Linked DNA regions of Mus musculus: region 2 is linked to region 1. Evidence: chromatin contacts called from public Hi-C data. All regions are on one chromosome and are shown on one strand. The core of a region is the stretch at or near the end of the contact, and the rest is flanking DNA. Distances in the headings are between cores, read along the strand shown.

What was found. A called contact is a pair of places that touch in the nucleus more often than the background predicts.
Region 2: a Hi-C map of B cells shows a contact between it and region 1, with 1.9 times the contacts expected there. The contact joins two enhancer-like sites. A contact is called at or near these places in 2 of 39 promoter capture datasets (liver and pre-B cells), 1 of 484 Hi-C or Micro-C datasets (B cells) and 1 of 9 other capture datasets (adipose tissue).

Annotation. Positions count from the first base shown.
Region 1 is chr12:108,638,886-108,646,382 of GRCm38.p6, reverse strand. The region is part of intron 1 of Evl (Ena-vasodilator stimulated phosphoprotein); the gene reads right to left. Among named protein-coding and RNA genes, the nearest start is that of Mir342, 16 kb to the left of the region's middle. Within about 2 kb of position 4,857, at least 22 of the 459 cell types and tissues checked have an H3K27ac peak or open chromatin away from gene starts, as enhancers often do. A contact at or near this core is called in B cells, where this site is marked.
Region 2 is chr12:109,081,191-109,088,687 of GRCm38.p6, reverse strand. No RefSeq gene overlaps it. Among named protein-coding and RNA genes, the nearest start is that of Begain, 17 kb to the right of the region's middle. Within about 2 kb of position 3,532, at least 47 of the 459 cell types and tissues checked have an H3K27ac peak or open chromatin away from gene starts, as enhancers often do. A contact at or near this core is called in B cells, where this site is marked.

The DNA.
Region 1 (7,497 bases), core at 3,608-6,107:
AATAGTACTTTTCTTTCTTTCTTTCACTTTTTGTGACTAGTAAGCCTAAATGGAAGAAGATATACATTCCCCTTTTGCCATTTATATTGCCAGTGTGGGAGAGAGGAGTAAGATCTTGACTGCTATGTAGCTGTCACTGCTGCTGGGTTCTAGCCGTTCAGCTGCCCAGAACTGATGGAATGGCCCTGCTCAGGCCCAATATGGTGGCTTGACAGTTTCTAACAAAACAGCTAGCCCATTCTGACCTGAAGGTTTGTTTCATCTGGTCAACAAGTCCATGTAACTCAGGGGCTTCCTAGGAAGGAGGGCATTCCCTATGGAAACGGGAACAGTTCAGGCACACCAACGTGAGGTAGTCACTCTAGTGGCAGCTCATGTTTTAGAAATGTAGTCTTTCACTCAGAGGATACACCTAATAAACACTGCTGGGCTGGCCCTCACTCCTAGCTGCTCCCCTGCAGCGCCTTTCTTCCAGGAAGCTGATGGTCTGTTCTCCCTCTCCACCCAGTCCCCACTCTCCAAGCTGCCAGTGGAGCTGGCTGGCTTCTGTTCCTGAGAATAAATGGACCCTTAGTCTCCAAAATCATTTAGCCGCTCCTGGAGACTCAAATGCTGCTGTCTTTAGTTTTGAAACCTGCCCTGACCGACTCTCCTGGTTCTCTATGACAGTTCTGGTACTTCTGGAGTGTTTTAGCCTCCTTCATAGTTTTGAATTGACTACATTTCTCTTTTATCAGGTCCTTTAGCTGGGGCCAAGGAAATGCCTGAGGTGTCTAGAGGCCTCTGAAATCAATTGTAAAGGCGACTGACTGTATGTGAAGTATGCCTTGATTATGCTTCAAATGAGTCTCTATTGCAAGTGGATTTTAAAGTTTACCTTAAATTTTGCTACTTCTGATTTCTTCTGTCACTCCATGGCCACAGCTCTCAAAACTGTATGCATTGCAAAAACTAGCAAGGTACTTATTATCAAACAAGTACCCAGATCTCCTTATGTGGTTCTGGCTCAGTGTGAATTTCAGATGGAGACTCCATCTCTACATGATTATAGATTCTGGTGCCAACAATCCTAGAAGGAGTCTCCTCATGGTCCTCACCATGGCTAGGGTTCATGGTGATTACCAGAGATCCTGGGTTAATAAAGCTCTCATCCAGACACTGTATTTCAGACTACTGGTAATACCTCAGGTACCTCAAAAATCGACAGGCTCAAACAGAAAACCTTTGCAATGCTTCCTACTATAAGAAGTGCCAGCCATCCCACCTCCAGGCCATGCCTGATCTGTGAGAGTCATTTTCGATGCTCACCTCTTCAAGCCCCGCCCTCTATGGCTACTAGGCCAGCTGTTGTGTTTCCTAAACATATTGCCGGTCTCTTGCCCTCTGGTCTCCTGGCTTGCTAGTGTTTGAAGCCTATATCATTATCATCTATACCTCTACAACATCATAATGGCTTCCTGCCTACTTTCCTATCTTTGGGTTCCAGTGTCTGGAGTCTCAATATCCCTTAATGAGGCCAGAAAAAGACTTCAAAGGCAGATGGGCCTGCCTCTTCAAGCCTCACTGGGAGCCTGACCACCCCACAGAGGCTATAATGACCTCAGACAGAGTGCTCATCTGTGGTTCGTTCTCCTTACCTACTGCTCTCCTTCCTCTTTCCTCACTTCCCTGGTGGTTACTCTGAGGAATTAAGATGTACATCTTGTCACCATGTAAGTAAGGCACAACCTGGGCTCCTGGAAGGCCCTCAGAACTCTTCACATTCCACCCTCCCAACAAGTCCCCAGCTGAGCCCCAACCCCATCTAGTCTGGTGGAAATATGGCTCCTAACAGGTACTGTTTCTGTGGCCTCGCTAGCTCAGTTTATTCTGTTTTGCCTACGGGACTCTTTCCAGCTGAACTGACAAGTACTTCCCACTAATCTGTAAAGAATTTAGATACCTTTCTTTGTAGACAGGGTCTTGATATGTACCTCTGGCTGGTCTGGAACTCACTATATAGACCATATTGGCTTTGAACTTTAGAGACCACTAGCCTCTGCCTGCGGGGATTAAAGATGTGTGCCACCATGTGTGGGGTGTTAAAGTCTTAAGTCCAAGTGTGAGATGATCCTTTTCTGAGCTCTCTATTGCATCTCCAGCCTACCTAGGTGGTTTTCTAAAAGCTACTCTACCAACTGTCTCATTTTAGGTCCCTCTGTTGGGCAATGTCTCCATACAGGTTCTCCTAGTGCTGATCTAAAAAGTAGGCCACAGTTCCATTCCCACCTTGGAAGGTCCAGGATGACAGGGTGGATTCCTGGGCATTTCCCTTCTCAATGTCCTGGAACTGATGTTGCCCTGTCTAGCACACTTCAGTGAGAAGGCTAGGCTGTGTCTCATGGTAAAGTAGAGCTTGGCAGAAGAAGCGTCCCACAACATTTGGGCCTTTAAAATGACTTCACTGTTACTCAGGTAATTATGAATATTATTGCTCAAGATGTGTTCTCCTTACATCCAGAGGTCTGATTCAAAGCTTAGGTAAAGGGCAACTGCCTACTCCTACTCACCCGACTAGTGCTAAGAGTAAAGCATGCTGCTTTGAACATCTGTCTGTCCTGAGGAATATGATCCAGGAAAAGAGGTTTTGCCTATAAAACAGCACTACAGTGACCAACGGAGACATACAATGAAGCCCATGGCCCCTGGAGGTGTGTTTCTGCATCTGGCCCTACTGCAAGGTTATGTGTGCTTCTGATACTTAATGGCTCCTAACAGGCACTGTTTTCATAAAGGCTATTTAGAGCTTATGTGTCCTGAGACTGAACACTTCTGGAGGTCAGAACTTGTCTGAACCACTCTATATTCACCCAACATACACCAGTGCCTTCAACTCCGAAATTAGTGAGTGATGGGGTGTGTGGTGAACTATGTCCCAAGTCAAGAAATTGGACCAGACTCCAAGGCAGTACATAAAGCCCCAACAACTTGTTTGCTTTCAACATATAGCACCAAAAGTGATTCCTAAAAGGAGCTGAGACCATCATTAAAGAAGCCCCCCCCCACACACACACAGCTGGGAGCAAGGCAGCCCCTCACTAGAGCCTACAAGGTAGCTCCAGGATGAAGGGGTGGCTCCTGCTCATCTACTGGATTTCAGAAAAGAAACCATGGGTAAAGCAAATGGTCTTTGCTGACTTCCATCTTCTTTGAGAAACTATCACATGCTAGTATGGTAGACCACTTGAGGGGCACTCAAAATCACTGATTTGAAGTCATCATTGCATTTCCTCCCACTTCCCACTGAAATGTACAGAGTTCATGGGGGAAAGGTCACCGCATGGGAGTCCATCTGGAGGCTTCTTCCAGCCTTCCTCACTGGCCTCATCACTCCCACGCTCCACCTGCTCTGTTCCCACCCTTCTCCTCTAGCTGCCTCCTCCAAGGTCTTGCCCTTTCTCATCCTCAAAGCTTGGCTCTTTTATGATGAAAAAGCATGCACATGTGCCAGAGAACATATATATGGACAAATGTTGAAGAAAGTCAGAAAGCCAACCCTAGCCCCAACTAGCTTACCATTCTACCAACGTAGTGTCAGGACAGACCCAAATCAATGATGGGTTACTAATGGGCTGTGACAAGGATTGCTTAAACCTTAAAGCTAAACCTGCCCCTCAAACCTAAACTTAAGGATAGTTCCTGAAGGACAAACATGAGGGTCACTAGACCTCTTTACTTGTTCCTTTCCTAATGTGGGCAAAATCAACAAATCTCTTTGTTTTTCCACTACTATCTCTAACTGATATACTCAGGTGAATCTAGCTTATCAGAGGACCCAACTCTAAGGTCTCTAGAACCAGGGTAAGAAGGGGTCCATTTAATGCTGCCCAAGGGATCACAGAGGCTGCTGTGAGGGAGAAGCAAAGCCTTTCAAGAAGAGAGAATGAGCCAACCACGAAGGGAAGAGGGGCAGTGCTGGGCACACACAGCCCCTTCCACTAGGGTACACGGCTTTCCAACCTTCCTACAGGGGAATGAGGAAGTCTGCACTATATTACCATGTCACAGCTCAGCAACTGAGAACCACCTGGAGTCAGAGTAACTGACTGGCTCCATACTGTAGTAGCTTGTTTTCCAGGAGGGCAGATAGGCTTGCTGCAGGAGAATGCCTGCCCAAGTCTATGCTGATGTGTAGGAGTCCCTCCGCTCTACTACTGACCTCACTGTTGCCATGTGATATGCTTTTCTGCTCTCCTGAGCAAAGGGAAATTCCTCACCTCCAAGTTCTCCTTGTTGTTGAAGCTGCTCTTTAAACTGTCAAATCTACAGAGATACGCAGTACATGCAACTCTCCCTCTCATTTAGACTGTCCAAGGTTCTAAGTTTACATTTCTTTAAAACAGACATACTAGCTAGGATATAGCTCAAGGGCAAAGCACTTACCTATAATATATGAGGCCCTAGATTCGATTCCCAGCACAATAAAACAAATGTTCTAACATATAATTTAGGACACACACACCCACATTTTTTTTCTAATACAGAGTCCATACTTTTTTCCAAAAAAGTTTTTGGCAATTTTGGACCCAGGATCTACTCATAGCTCCTTAACATATGGCTGCTGGCTGTGCTGTTTGCTTACTCTAAACTAGGGTATTAGGCTATTTCTTTTTCACTGCTAATGAATTATGTTTGTGAAGAACTTGAGCCCAATCATGTAGGCTGCCCCTGTTCTTTTTTCTACGTGGTTAGAACGGTGGGCCTCCATCCCGAACCCAAGTGCACATAATGCTAAACTGCCTTCTGTTTGAAGCATGTCCTCACAAGAGACAGCAGGATCCTGGTCTTCTCTTGGTTGTTTTCATACTTCCTCATGTGCAACATGAATGGTTCCGCCACAGTGAGCGACTCTGTAGAAGCCCAAAGTAACAGAATCCTGGACTATGAACTAAATATATATTTTTTTCTAAGTTAATTACATCAAGTATTTTGTAGTAATGAAATGGTGAGCATTTAACAGTACTGGAAGTTAAAGTATGTTTTAAAACCAATGTCAAGTATTTCTGGAAAGTTCCACTGTGAACTTAGGAAGCAAGAGTAATAAAGTCTTGGTATCATCATAAATGCAGTTTTGACTCAGCCCGAGAAAGGTCAATCTCCTTGCCACATTTAGTAGTTCACTAACCTACAGAAATAAAAAAACAAGGAACTAGATAGCCACACAGTTCTGTGCAAACACAAAGTGCTACTGCCTGAGTAACCTTTATCACAAATAAAGGCTTTGGGCAACTCAGCCTACAATTTTATGTTAAACCCAAGCATCTTCTTTTCCATCCAGACTGCTGAAGGCTCACACTGGGAGGCCACAGGCAATCTAGATGTTTGCTTTTTTTATCTGAGGCTACTATCCTAAATGTGTACAGTGGTCTTCACTTCTCTCTGAAGACTTGAGGATTCTCAAAACAAAACAAAACAAAAACAAAAACAAAAAACAAAACCAACTGTTAAGGAAATCTTATATTCTTAGGCTCACAGTATTTCCTATAACATCTCAAAGCCACCAACTTATCCCATTGCTTGGAGAGCCATCCCATAGGCCATGTGGACGTCAGGCTACGCATGCCTCAGAAGCATTCAGAAAGTCCGATGTGCTCCAGGACAGCTGTGTTGTTAGATCTCTGGCTCTGAGGGTAGCCTTGGAATGAGAATGGCTCATTTCAGTTAACATTCCCAATCCTTAGCACACCCCTTTGGCTCAGTTCAACCAACATCTAAGTAACTGCACTGTCATTAGGCACAGGGACAGACAGAACTGAGCAACACACAAACATCTTGCTCTGAAGCAGGTCTAGGCTGGTGGGCAGTTCTTGCCATGGGGGTGCAAAACTTGCTAAGGAGGGCAGAGCTAGTGACAGTGTGGAAGGATGGATATTGTAAACACTGTAGTAGGTCTTGGTTCTTACAATTTGAGCTACAACTGAAAGGACACACATGGCACAAGAGACCTGGTTCTAATCCCAGCTGTAACAAGGACCTGAAGCTGTGACATGGAGCAAGCACCTTAAGAGCGCTGTCTTGTTTGGGGGAAAGCAAGTCGACAGCTCCCATGGCGACTACATGCGAGGCACGCAGCCCCGCCCGGCTGGGAGAGCGCTTGTCATTAGCACTGGCACAGGGTGGCTACTGGATGTCTCTTCCAGCGACTCAATTACCAGGGTAGCCACTGGGCTTGACCAGTTCTCCCACAGTTTCTACTTGGTCCCTGAGGAACATGATGTCCTGTTGTGAGTGACCAGGAGCTTCAGGCCATTAGACTACTGGGGACGAAAGATGGCAAACACTTCAGAAGCTCTCTTGGGCAAGGCATGGCTTCAGATCCTGGGGAATCACTCCCAGAAGAGTCACTATGAGGTCTTTGAGGCTTGCTTGGTCACAAGTTTCTGGGACAGATGACCTTGAATGAGATCCCAGAGCGCTCTCTAAGACTGAGGGTGCCTCAGAATGTGCAAGATTTCACACATCTTCACGCACAGAATATCTGTAGGCCCTTGAGAGCAATAGAGATGACTGGCTGCAGCCAGTATCAATTGCACAGGGCCACTATTTCTTCCCCACTTAGAGTAACCACAACATCTGACACCATAGGAAGCTCCATTGAGCAGCAGCAATGGTAGCCAAGCATCTCCAAGCACAGAGGATCAAAAAGAAATTGAACATAGAGATTAAACGTTTGAGTTCCCAGGCATGGTCTTAAGCTTTGGGAAAACACTAGGGAATTACAGGACCACATCCCTGCTGTCTTGGAACTGGTAATCCAGCTGGAGTGGAAAGGAAAGACAAATAGTCAACAAAACATGAATGAATTAGATAGTATGTCAGGAGAAAATGAGTGCTTGAGAGAAAAACCCTACATGGTAAAGAAGCTGAGTAACTAGGGAAGTGAACTGGCTCATACTGGAAGAAGAGATCATCAATTACTCATTCTCATTGTATCCCGTGGCTGCACTGTGATATTGGCTAATCAATTCCTGCTTGTCAGCTTGCGCAAGAAACATTTTGGGGGGTGTATGCTGTACAGGGTTCAAAGCCTACAGTTCCTCCTAGTTCTGTCTGTGTCAAGCCCTGTTCCCTAGGAACCACCACCCACCTACATCACACCAGACCCCACGCTTTCTTTCACCCACATGGGTGTACTAGGAAGTCCTTCAGGCTACCCCTCCCACATCCTTACTGTATCTGGCTACCTCTCTCCTCCTTGCCCCTGAACTCCACCACCAGTCTACTGCCTCTGATCTGGATGGCTGAAGCAGCTTCCAAAGAAGACTTTCTGCCTCCATTCTTGTCCTAGTGGCAACTATTACCCACAGTGGTCAGTGGGAATGTTCTTAGTGTGCTCAGGCTGCAGCTAGCTGTCTTTCCCTCCAAAGTTGCTCATAACTTGGAAAGTAAAATCAAACGGTTTGTGTACACTGACAGACTTCAGGAACTATGTCCTTGGCCCTCATTTTCTTCCATTTT
Region 2 (7,497 bases), core at 2,283-4,782, 440 kb before region 1:
TTACCAGAGCCTGTTGGCAGGTGTGTGTGTGTGTGTGTGTGATACGGCGCCCCATTTTGAGCTGAGTACTCAGTAGGCACTTGTTCTCAGCACATTAACCAGCGGTATGTTTGATTTTACTGCTGACCAGTGTAGAGAGATGCTTTTCTGGGCCATTGTGGTCTTTTTACTGGGTTTATAGTCCCAGCATGAATTTCCTTCTGTGGAGCAGATGCTAAACCCAATCATGGAGTGACTGGTTACCCATATAACTTCCGTACCACTGTTGCTCTAGTGGGCGAATCTTAACCTGGCAGATCAATACTGTGGCATTCAGGCTTCTCTCTGGGTAACCATGCTGACCATTTTCACCCTCAATATATTTACTTTCTCTTTATAGCGGAATAAAAATCTCATTGCGCGTATCCATTATCCACTCCTATGTTGATGGACGTTCCTGTGTTTCCATTTTCTGATTGCTGTGAACAGAGTAACAAGGAATATGGATGTATAGGTGTCTCTGTGGTAGGATATAAAATTCTTTGACTAAATGTCCAGGGCTGGTGCAGCTGAGTCATACAGTAGTTTTATTTCTAGATTTCTGGGAAACCTCCACACCGATTTCCATAGCAGCTACACCAGTTTGCACCCCCACCAGCAGTGAATGGGGGTTCTTTCTCTCGTCCCCACACCCATTCCTCATTTGCTGTCTGTCGTTTGTTTTCCTGATCTCAGCCATTCTGACTGTGTCAGGATGAGAAACCAAAGCCGTTTTCACTTGTAACACTTATTTCGTAGCCATTTGTATTTCCTCTTCTGAGAATGCTCTGTGCAGTTCCGTGGCTCATTTTTAATTGGGTTTGCTTGCCTTCGTGCTGTGTAGAGTTTGTTTGTTTGTTTGTTTGTTTGTTTGTTTTTCTTAGTTCTTTGTGCGTTCTGCTGGATGTCTGTGGGCTGCCTCCTTACTCCATCAATGTTTCTCTTGCTGTACAGAGGCTTTTTAGTGCCATGAATCCTACTTGTCCCTTGTTGATCTATTCCCTGAGCTGCTGGCATCCTGTTCGGGATGCCCGTACCTGTGCCTGTGAGTGGAGCAGTACCTCTACTTTGTCTTCTAGCGGATTCAGAGAGCCGGGTCTTACCTTGGGGTCCTTGATGCATTTGGATTTGAGGCTCATGCAGGGCGAGGGGTAAGGATCTAGTTCCACTCTTCTGCACGTAGCTAGCCAGTTTCCCCGGCATCGCTTATTGAAGATTCTGTCGATCCTCCAGGGCAGCACCATTCCCAGGCACATGATCCTGGACTCTGTAAGAAAGCTAGCTGAGCATAAAGCCTGCCTGCCATCCAGCGAGCGTCCTTCTCCATGGGTCCTGATGTGGCCCTTTGGTCGTAAAGTGAGTTTCTTGGTCAGAGATGGTACCATGTGCGGTAGCAGGCAGGCCTGCCTCCGTTCTCCTGTTGGAGTTCTCGCCGAGGCTTTCCCTCACTCAGTTCTGGACTGTAAAACCGTAAACTGCAAGCTGGAGTAAAGCCTTCCCTCCCCTAAACTGCTTTTGATTATTTTGTTACAACAAAGCAGTTGGCCACAAGCACTTGAGAGTAAGAACTCAATGTTGTCAACACCACATACTTGGGCCACAAGACACAAAGAAACCAAGTTAGTCCTGATCCGGCTAGCTCTTCCAGTGCCGTGAAGAGCTTTGCAGGCTGCTGGGGAGGAAAGCGAGACATAGTCTCACCCAGCTGTGAACCCATTGAGCTACAATAATGACCACCTAGACGGATTTAAAGGGCCACAGAATGAAACTCATACCTGGTACCGTAAACTGGCCATGAATCCATGTCTTGGGATGCCATAGAACATACTCTTACTGTTTTGATAAATGGACATAAAATTAAACTGCCTGCTAAATAATTATCTTTTTGCCCATAAGATATTCCTGTTCACAGCATCCATCAGGGAAGCTTCTGCTTGCAGTAGATGGTGATTAATACAGGGCCTCACGAGTGGTCACGGTGAAGACAATTAGAGAGTGTGGAGTGCTCAGCTCTAAGTGGGACATCTGTGCCATACCCCTCTCCCTAACGCTGGGAGGGAAGAGAGAGTGAGAAGGTTGAGAGTGAGAGCCTGAGGTCAGGGAGGGCCAGAGATCAGCAGTGTCCTCTGGAATAGTATACTCATGAACTCACAGCAGCTATGGCGGCCTGCACAAGACCTGCATAAGTTCAAACCAGTCAACATTCTGGAGTAGATGGGAGAGAGGCTCATAAGCCAACCCCAAGCTGGAGCAATTGACAGCTGAAGCTCCTGAGGTGGGAAATAGAGTTTGTTTACTTTAAGGGTGTGGCCTTAGTGGGTTGCCCATACTCCAGTGCATGGCCTCATAGCCATGCACATGTAGGGGGGCACTATTTGAAGGCAGAGGGCTATAGAAGTCATGAAGTTTGGAGAGGGATGTGGAGTGGTAGCTGGGAGGGGCTAAACAGGACAGTGGGAAGTACATATGGTCAAAATAGATTACATACGAGTGTAAAACTCATAAAAGAATAAACAAAAAAATTTTTAAAGAAATATCCCCATTTTTTTCCAGGGCATGTTATATCTGCCCGAGTGGGCAGGCCTTCAAGTTCCCAGCTCTTAGTTCAAGAGGCCTCTCACAGCCCTGCTCAGGAGTGCCTGGACATGACAGGGCCTGGGCATGGTGTGAAAGACATGCTTGCAGGCATCTGAGCACCCACAGATTGGCCATCTGCTCATCTGCCTGAGAACGGCAGCCTCCAAGAGGAGCATAAGGGCTGCCATGGCAAGGATGAGGTCTCATAGGACTGCGGGGCAGGCCAGGGACACGTCCTGAAATCAGAGCGGGGACACTCGGCGCTCTGCCAACAGGCAGCCCAGCGCCCGCTGTCTTCCTTTTCAGAAGGGTACAGGAACAAAGCCAGCACAGCTGTGTGCTGCCACCAAGCAAGGACAATGACTGGCATTCTGTCCTGATTGTTTCCACTCTCTCCCTTTCTAAATGTAAAATCCAGAAACATGCCTAATAATATTGAAGTCCTCTGTGTGCCCTGGGGTGGGGCAAAGGCAGCCAGCACTTCCTGCCATCCACCCACTCCTGCTCAGGGATTAAAAAGTGACCTTCTGGAGCGATGTGTACCCGGGACTTCTCAGGAGTTCACTTCCATCAGCTTTTGCAACTCTGGAAGATGAATACAAGAGACGAGCTGTCTCCACACTGCACAGAAAGAGCATCTGAGTGGCCATGTGTGGCCTGAAAGTCACTCTCACCCGGAGAAGGCCCAGGGTCCACACCAACCATGTGTGGGTTGTTTCAGGCTCTGGGTGTCTACACTCCACTCTGACGCTCCTTTCTCTGCTCTTCACAGGAGTGTGTGGCCCAGACAAAACTTGGCCCAGACTTTGCTCCCAAGATGTCATTTGCATATGCTAATGTATCTTCAGACGAAGGGGCGTTACTGGCTGCATCAGTCTCTGGTGAGTGCTAACATGATTTCACATCCCTATCTGGGCCCCTTGGGCAGCCTAGGGCCTGGCATCCCCTGAATTGAACCACAGCTGGCATGAACAAGGCACCTGCCACTGTCAGCTTGGTGGCCTTGTAGAAGACAATGCACCGAGCAATTGAAGTTCTTCTTATGAGAGGTGAGGGGAGTTTAGCAGTTTAAATAAGAAATGTCCTGGCAGTCTCCACCACTGGAACACTTGGGTCCCTAGTTGGTGGTGCTATCTGGGAAAGCTGAGGGGGTGTGACCTTGTTGGAGGAAGTACATCACTAGGGATGAGCTATAAGAGTGTAAGGCTGCCACCTACTCCTACTTTCTGCGCGTTGTGTTTGAGCATCCTTCAGCTTTCTTCTGCAGCCACCATGTAGTCCCCACCATTACAGACGTTAAGCCTCTGGAGCCATAAGCCAACATGAACTCTTTCATTTGTAAGTTCTCTTATTGATAGCCTTTTGTCACAGCAACAGAAACGTAACTAATACAGGAGTATGTCATGTGAACAGTCATTTAAGATCACTAGGGCTGTGGTTCTTAAGGGCAGACACCAGTGGTTGGCAGGCATATGGCGATGGCAGGAGTCAGTTACACCCTGCCTGGCACCACCCCCCATGCCACATTCTACACGTTGCCAGTACCACCCAAGCTCTCATAAGACCCAGACAGAGCTATTCTCAGAAAAGCATGACTTCAGCAAGGGGTCAAATAAGCCCCCTGGGCTCGCAGCTGAATGGGACCTGCTTATAAAGCACAGAAGTGGGCTGGAAAGGCTCCAGGTGTCTTGCAGTAATTTGGACTTAGTTTTTTTGTTTTGTTTTGTTTTGTTTTGTTTTGTTTCGTTTCGTTTCGTTTCGTTTTGTTTTGTTTTGTTTTGTTTTGTTTTAAGCCAAAACACATTTAAATTGGAATAGGAAAAAGTCCAGCTCCTAACAAGATCAAATTCCAGCTCCTGGCATCCAATCAAAGTCACCAACCATGCGAAGGAGGAAGTGATGGCCCCTCAGAAAAGGAACCATAAGCCCATGGGAAAGGTCTTGAAAGTGACCAGATGGCAGGAGGAGCCAGTGGGTAGTGAACAGGCAGATCCTGGGGAGACAGAGGTGACAATGGAGATGAGCAGAATTTAAAGGGTACAAATGGAGCTTGTAGGGAAGTTAAAACAAAAGAAGGTGTTTGGGCACCTGTGCAGTGATGGCTCACTGGGTAAAGGTGTGTCTCAGTCAGTGTTCTATTGCTGTGCAGACACACTGAGCACAGCAACCATCTCTGATAAAAGAAAGCACTTAACTGGGGCTAGCTTACAGTTTCAGAAGTTTAATCCATTATCATGATGGCGGGAAGCATCGTGGTGTACAGGCATCTACATCTAAATCACCTACACCTACATCTGCATCTACACCTACAGCAGGAAGAGAGAGAGAACCTTTGGGCCTTGAAATCTCAAAGCCCAACCCCAGAGACACTCTTCCCCCAACAAGGCCACACCTGCCCCAGTAAGGCCACACCTCCAAATCCTTGGTCACACCCTGGTGACCAAGCACTCAAATAAATCTGTGAGTCTGCAGGAGCCATTCTTATTCAAGCCAGACACCTCGAATTCAAATTCCACATTCTTCATGGTGGAAGGAGAGAATAAACTGTCCTCTGACCTTCCAAACTTGAGCTGGTACTGGTATGCACATGAGCACATGTACACACATGTGTGTATGCACGATAAATAAATGTAAAATAATTCAGAAGTGTACAAGACGGCAGTGGCTAATTGGGACTCACTGCAGGTTAAACATATGAAAGGATCTGGGCAGTGGTGGCGCTGCCTTTAACCCCAGCACTTGGGAGACAGAGGCAGGTGGATCTCTGAGTTTCAGGGCAGCCTGATCTACAGATCGAGTTCCAGGCCAGCCTGGGCTACACCGAGAGACTCTGTCTTGGTGGGGGGAGGGGGGGCGGGGAAGAGTGAAAGGAACGCTGAGCAAACAGGAGGGCATATCCATGAATCTGTCCACAAAGAGAGAAGAAAGTGATCCAGAATGGAGAAAGACTTGTTGTCCTATAAGACACATTGAGGGTCTAATGCACATGCAGCTGATTCTCGGCAGGGGGGGGGGGTGCGGGGGGGGAGGGAGGGAAGGAAGCTGGAGAAACAAAGCAGTTAGGGGTGGGGGAAGATGATGTCCAAAACTGTCCAAATCAGAAAGCTAGAGATCTGCAAACTCCAGTGAATACAGTATAGAAAGAGGAAGAAAGAAGGAAAGGAAGGAAGGAAGGAAGGAAGGAAGGAAGGAAGGAAGGAAGGAAGGAAGGAAGAGAGAGAGGGGGAGGGAAGGAAGGAAGGAAGGAAGGAAGAGGGAAAGGGAGGGAGGGAAGGAAGGAAGGAAGGAAGGAAGAGAGGGGGAGGGGGAGGGAAGGAAGGAAGGGAGAGAGGGGGAGGAGGAGGGAAGGAAGGGAGAGAGAGGGAGAGGGAGAGGGAGGGAGGGAAGGAAGGAAGGAAGGGAGGGAGGGAGGGAGGGAGCGAGTTATGTTTGGTGGCCCACACCTGTAATTTCAGTGGTCCAAACACCATGAGTTTCATGCAGGCAGGTCTGGGCTACAGAATGAGACAGTATCAAAAAATAAGAATAAGAATCAGATAAGGAGGAGAAAGAGAAAGAAAAAGGAAAGGAGGTGGAAAGGGAGAATGAGGAGCTAGGGAGAGGAGTCACACTGTAATTAAATTGCTGAAAACCTACAAAAGCAGAATAAAGTTATACAATCCATGCAAAGAACCCCTGCAGGACACGCTACCCAACGGCAGCCAAAGGTGCATCTCTCCTAAGAGAACACAACACGTTTGTCAGAATAAAGTCTGCTGGGGTAATCAAAGTCTCAGTAAAACTATAGAGGGCTTGCACCCTTCAAAACATGCTCTCCGATCACAGTGGTGACAGCCCTGAGCTGGTGATCCTGGGTTCTATAAGAGGGCAGTCTGAGCAAGCCCTGGGGAGCAAGCCAGTAAGCAGCATCCCCCCCCCCATGGCTTCTGCATCAGCTCCTGCCTCCAGGTTCCCACCCTGTTTGAGTTCCTGTCCTGACTTCCTTCAATGATGAGCAGCTATATGGAAGTGTAAGCCAAATGAACCCTTCCCTCCCCAATAGGCCTTTTGGTCCTCATGTTTCCTCACAGCAATAAAATCCAAACTAAGACACCTGGAAAGCACAAAACATCTGAGTGCTAAATCAAGCACTTCTTAGTAACCCACAAGTCACAAGGGAAAATCACAACAAATTAGAAAATTGTTTCTTGGGGCTAACGAAATGGCTCCGGCAATGTGGTGGTCTGAGTGAGGATGGATAGCACAGGCTTGTCTGTTTGAATGACTGGTCTGCAGTTAGTGGAACTGTTTGGGAAGCATGAGGAGATGTGGCCTTATTGAAGGAGGTATGCCACTGGGGGTGAGCTTTGGGGTTGTAAAAGTCCATGCCAGGTGCTCACTCTCTCTTTCACTCTTCCCTCCTTCTCCCTCTCCCTCTCCCTCTCCTCCTCCCCTTCCCCCTCTCTCTCTGTCTCTGACTGTGTATGTCTCTCTATGTCTCTCCCTCCTCCCTCTCTCTTTCTCCATCTATCTCTCTCTCTCTGACTCTGTGTGTCTCTGTCCTTCTCTCTGTCTTTCTCTGTCTCCCGTCTCTCTTCTCTCTCTCTCTCTCTCTCTCTCTCTCTCTCTCTCTCTCTCTTTCTCTCTCTCTCTCAGTAAGCTCTCAACTACTGCTCCAGCACCATGCCTGCCATGCTCTCCGCCATGATGGTCATGGCCTCACCCTCTGAAACTGTAAACAAACCCCCAAAACGTTTCCCTTTATAAGTTCGCTTGGCCTTGGCCTTGGCCTTGGCCATGGTGCCTCTTTACAGCTGTACAACAGTGACTAAGACAGGCAGTCAGGGTACCTGCCAGCAAACCTGAAAAACTGAGTTTGAGACCCAAAACCCACACAGCAAGAGAAAAACTAGTTCCTGAAGG